2 separate regions of the Mus musculus genome follow, and region 1 is linked to region 2. A link is a contact called in public ChIA-PET data. All regions are on one chromosome and are shown on one strand. Each heading gives the region's core, a stretch centred on a gene start, on an enhancer-like site or on the middle of the called end of the contact. The rest is flanking DNA. Distances are from core to core; before and after follow the strand shown. Region 1 holds the start of Rfx2 (regulatory factor X, 2 (influences HLA class II expression)). Region 2 holds the start of Tnfsf14 (tumor necrosis factor (ligand) superfamily, member 14).

Region 1 (2,700 bases), core at 187-2,686, 360 kb after region 2:
TAGCCATTTGCCTCCATGATAGTTACAGTTGAGTCTATGGGACTGGGTCTCTCAGCACGGGGGTGGGGGTGGGGGTGGGGGATGGGGACCGGACACTAGCTTTGTAGTGTAGGCAGCCAACAAAGTGGTGTTGTGGCACCAGGCTTCCAGTTGCTCCAATATATTTATTTTGGAAACTCCAGTCCTAGAGGCAGCGTCTACTGCCTTTCTCGCGGCCTAAGTTCAGGATTTCATGAGTTAGACTGTGCACAAATGCTTGGTGGCACCTGCCTCTCACCCTAGTAGTCAAGGACCTAAGACAAAAAGAACATTAACTTGGACTACATAGTGGGAATCTAGTCTAGCTTGGACTACTTAGCAAGACCCTGACTCACCGCTTTGGGCACATAAGCCCAAATTACCCATGTTCACTGGTGCAATTGGACGTTCAATGAATGAATGAATGAATGAATGAATGGAGCTATGGTCTGACAGCTCCTCCGCACTTGGGTCTCTGGGTTTAAACCTTTCCTTTTGCGTTAACTTTTCATTCTGTTTGTGTCATCCCACCAAAATATAAGCTTTATGAAGAGTCCACATTGAGACCTGTATATATATATGAACCAGAGAGGACAGAGAAGCGAGATGGGGTGGGTGAGGAGTTGTCAGCTTAGCCAGGACTGGTGAACACACACCCATCATCCCAGCACTAGGAGATGGAGCCAGGAAAATCAGGTGTTGGAGGCCAGCTTAAGCGGTGTAGTGAGTGTATACAAGACACCGGCTCAAAAAAAAAAAAAAAAAAAAAAAAAAAAGGAGAAGCGCTGGAGAGGAGGCTTCTGCTCTTGCAGAGGACCCGGGATCGGTCCCTGCTCAATTAGGCGGCTCATAGCAGACGGTCACTCTGGTTCCAGGGCGATCCAACGCTCTCTTCGGGTCTTCATGCGCATTGCATGCACACGCATAGACAACAATCTTTAAAAAAAAAGTTTTCAGTTTGTGGACCATGAAAGAGCAGGCGCAAGGCCAGAGTCTGCTGCTCCCCTTAGACGGTGAGCGCCTCCGGTCTAGCGGAATCACCGTAACTCCGCAAAACACGCACTGCCACCAGTGGGCCCTCGCGCACCTCCTTAGAGCCAACCCTTCCCGGGAGCCGCGCGCCTCCCGCCAGGCCCCGCCCTCCTTCTCAGCGATTGGCTGGTATTCTACCCAAGGACCTGCCCCTTCACCTCTGACGGGCACTATGAAAGCCAATGGGGAGATCGCCCGCCCTCCCCGAGGCCGTTGGAGGCGGGCATGGGCGGGCCGTTGGAGGGGGCGGGGCGTGCAGCTTGGTAACCGTTGCCGGGCGCAACGCCCCGCCCCGTGAGGGCAGCGCGAGGCTGAGGCGGGCGGGCGCCTGCTGCGGGCGGGCGCTGCGGGCGGGCGGGAGGGCGGCGGGAGCCGGAGGAGGAGCGGCCGGCGCCGCCACCGCCGCCGCCATAGAGACTGTAGCCGTGGAGACTGTTACTTACCAACGCGGAGCGACACGCAGCGGCCGACGCCGCGGGAGCCGCTACCGGAACTCCCTGCCGAACTCCAGGTGAGCGGTGCGGGCCGGGGCAGGGGGCGGTGGCGGAGGGGGGGGGGACCCCGCTGGAGGGGGGTCGCGGGGGCGGGCGCGGCCGGACCCGGCGCCCCAACTTTGCAGACGCCAACCTCATCCAATCCTGATAGGCGCCTCTGATTTGGGGGAGCCCTGGGCTGGGTGGAACCCCTCTCACACTCTCAAAAGTTTGTAAAGTGAAGCGATCTCTTCTCGCCTTTGACGCACTAAATCTGACTTTGAGGAGCGGGGACTCCAGAAGACCCCTCCTTGTCTCTTACTCCACAACACCTGAAACTCGGAGGCGCCCTCAAACTAGTCAGTCCTCTCTTTGACTACTCCCAAAGCCTGAATTGGAGTTGCCCCAAACCCGCTCCTTGCTGTCATCCCCCTAAAACCTGAGTTGGGGGCTCCCACAGAGCCAGCCATTCTCGTCCAAGTCTGAAAACCCAGAGGCACCGTCTCCCTTTTATACTTATGAAATCGGGGTTCTGGCTTTTATCCATGTACTTAACTCCGAGGGTACTCTTCTGCTTGCCTCATAGTTCTGACCCTCGGGTTTCCTTCTTGACTTAGGATTTGGGGGCTCCGGCACCGTTTTCTTGTGCTTTGACCAAAATAGTCACTGCGTTTGTTCTGTTCTGGAAGGAACTCCTCCCTTCGCGTTTTCTTGCCCATCCCAAATACCCCCGGCGCCCCAAATCCTCGGACCACTCTCCCCTGGAACCCGACACCGCTGCGTTTGGGGGTCCTTTACCATGCCGCTCCGGGAAGCTCAAGCGCACCCATAGCGTCCTCTTTGCCGAGATCCCCAATCTAGAAAACTTTCCCGAAGGAAAATATTGTGTGAACCGTTTGTAGGAAGATCCAGGAGGCCGGGAGAGTGCGTGCGCAGCCCTCCTGTGCACAGGCAGCACATCCCAAAACACCGGATTGTCTTCCTCGCCCCTTTCCATGGGTCATATCCGAGTTCGCAGTTGGGATTCGCTAGGGCTGCGGTTGTTTCCTTGGACCCTAGAGAGCTCGGTTCCGGACAGAGCCCCCTAGGGTGGCGGGGAGGGGAGTTGGGGCGGGGAACGCACCAAGAAACAGCTGGGACCGCTGTCTCTCCTGAGACTTCACCCCTACTTTAGTAC
Region 2 (2,700 bases), core at 189-2,688:
TCAAATTGACACTGGCCAGCACAGACCATGAGAGACTAGAGAACGCTTCCAGGCAGATCCTCTATGGAGTATCAGATACTCCGGGCTGCTGAGTAATTTGCACAGTTCCAGGAATGGACCTGAGTTGGGCAACAGCAAAGAGATGAAGAAACGACAAACACAGACATCCAGGAATCCTGGGGTCATGTGATCTGGGCCTTCTGCACACGAGTTCTCTTAGCACGTTATTATATAGAGTCGAGTGGAGAAGTGGGGTTATTGCCTACCACTGAAAAAGGCAACTTATTACATACAGTTAAGCAAGGAGGCAGGGTTTATATGCACAATGGGATGGGGAAGGCAGGTTGAGTTAGTCTCCATAAGAACTGTCCCTGGAAGGGAGCTATGTTCATGCGTCAGCACTCAAGGGGGAGGATGGTGAACACATTCTACACACACTGGCGACATGCACATCCATGCGTGGACCAGAAGAGAAGGCTATGTTTCCCTCTGGGTCTGAGGCTCTGGAGTTGTTGACAAGCTCATGTCAACAGCACACATCCCTTCAGCACCTCACAGACCTGGGCTTCCTCTGAAGGGCTCTGTTGCTGAGGCAGGTGGATGGGTGGGTCCTGCAGGGGGACAGGAGTCTCAGCAGTACTTCCCCTGGAACCCTGGTTAGAGAAGCCATGAATCAGCAGCGTGGCAGAGCACTGGGGTTCTGTGGTCACAGCATTGCCAGCCCTGTGTCAAGACAAACACTACAGCATGGGGGCCATTGACATTGAGAAGGGGCGCTGGTGAGTCTTCTAACTGAACCCCCAAGTCCTCAGTATCTGGGAGGGTGTCTGATGGGGGTAAGGTCCAAGCTGAAGATTTGGGGACAAGGTGGTATCTGAAAATCTACCCCAGCACCGTCTCCAGTGGACACACATATGAACACATCTGAGGTTCATGTGTGCATGTGCTAATAGATGATAGACACTGTAGTGTGTGTGTGTGTGTGTGTCCATATATGGACCTGCACACACATCAGGAAATGCCTGTGTGCTTGTTCCAGCACTTGCAGACACATATCAGAACATCTACACCTGTGTGCACACATCCACGAACCGTGCATCTGTACAAGCACCTGCACCCATATGCACAGACTAAAGCAAACACAGAGGCCTCTGCTTGTCAGCGCGTGCAAATGCAGGTGCGGTGCAAGATGCTTGCATGGAACCCACAGAAGCTCCTCTGAGGGAAACAAAAGCCACCAAGTACATCGGAGCAGGGGCTGCCCCATCCATCCCACCTGAGTCACATTTTCTGGAAAGTGTGAGCTATGGTGGCCTCAGTGAGAGTGATCGACCGGGGGCTGGGCCTTCTGGGGGCACAGGAAGAAGAGGAGGTACGTGAGGAAAGGGGAGGCACCAGACTTCAGCTTTAAAGTGAGTCCTAGGGGTGACAGGAACCTTTTGCAGTTTGCACAGCCCGAGCGTGTTGGGCAATTGTGGTTTCCTCCGGAGAGGAGGAACTCAGGCTTGCCAACCCTTTCCCTGGGCTTCGGAGCCTCAGCTGCTCTGGCATGGAGAGTGTGGTACAGCCTTCAGTGTTTGTGGTGGATGGACAGACGGACATCCCATTCAGGCGGCTGGAACAGAACCACCGGAGACGGCGCTGTGGCACTGTCCAGGTCAGCCTGGCCCTGGTGCTGCTGCTAGGTGCTGGGCTGGCCACTCAGGGCTGGTTTCTCCTGAGACTGCATCAACGTCTTGGAGACATAGTAGCTCATCTGCCAGTAAGTGGGGCTTGGGGAACCAGCGAGTCTTCTCCAGTACCTGTCCCTTTATGGTTGTGTATTGTGTGCTAGAACCCAGGGCTTCGGTTAGCCTGTCTCTCTGACCCTCAGTCTTCTCATCTTTACATGAGGATCTGATACACGTGCAGTGCCCGGCAGTTTCCTTGGGATTCACCTACTCGGTTGTTGTTTCCAGCCCAAACCTTTGTCCACCACTGGCTTCATGGTCACCCTGCTTCACTCGCAGCTCTCTCATGTGCTTGCTCACTGTTCCTTTCAGACAAGCCATGGGTGTGTCACAGTATGCTCCCGAGTCTTTGCCTATATTTTCTTTTTAAGTTTTTTTTTTTAATTACATTTACTTATTTAGTGTGTAGACATGAAAAAGTATGCATGTGCCGCAGCATGTATGTGGAACACCTCTATGGAATCACTTCTCTGTGCCTTCCTTTGTGGAGGGTCCTAGGGACTGAACTCAGGTAGCCAGGCTTGGCAGCAAGCACTTTTACCGCCTGAGCCCTCTCACCGGCCCTCAACTATCCAAAAACCTCGAAAACAGTTCCGAAACAATTCTAGTCTCAAGCATTTCAGACACTCGACTTGACTAGTTAATTCCTCATCCCAGCACTTGGGCAGGGGAGGCAGAAGACTGAGGGAGTTCAAGGTCATCCTAGGCTATTTAGCAAGTCTGAGGCCAGACTGGGCTACATGAGAGCCTATCTTGGAAATACAACAGATCTAATTAGGTGTGTGCCCCTCCCCCTGCATCTGTGTGTATGTATGTGATATGTGCATGTGTGGCTCTGCATACATGTCCATGGGTGGTGTCTGTGGCCATGGCCAGACAGTCTCATCACCACATACCAGTGAGACTCGGAGCGGCATGTCCTTACCAAACATCCCTGTCTGCATTTCAGGATGGAGGCAAAGGCTCCTGG

What was found. ChIA-PET counts read pairs in DNA pulled down with a chosen protein or histone mark.
Region 1: a contact with region 2 is called in an RNA polymerase II ChIA-PET map of memory CD8 T cells, with 30 read pairs. The contact joins the promoter of Rfx2 here to the promoter of Tnfsf14 in region 2. A contact is called at or near these places in 5 of 39 promoter capture datasets (the C10 cell line, cranial neural crest, liver and 2 more), 3 of 115 datasets of contacts at active chromatin or transcription factors (bone marrow-derived macrophages, memory CD8 T cells and pancreatic cancer cells) and 1 of 9 other capture datasets (liver).

What each region holds. Positions count from the first base shown.
Region 1 is chr17:56,829,744-56,832,443 of GRCm38.p6, reverse strand. It overlaps Rfx2 (regulatory factor X, 2 (influences HLA class II expression)), which reads left to right and starts at 1,436. Exons shown (of 17, transcript NM_009056.2): 1 at 1,436-1,561.
Region 2 is chr17:57,192,919-57,195,618 of GRCm38.p6, reverse strand. It overlaps Tnfsf14 (tumor necrosis factor (ligand) superfamily, member 14), which reads left to right and starts at 1,438. Exons shown (of 4, transcript NM_019418.3): 1 at 1,438-1,762; 2 at 2,680-2,700. The coding sequence starts at 1,550.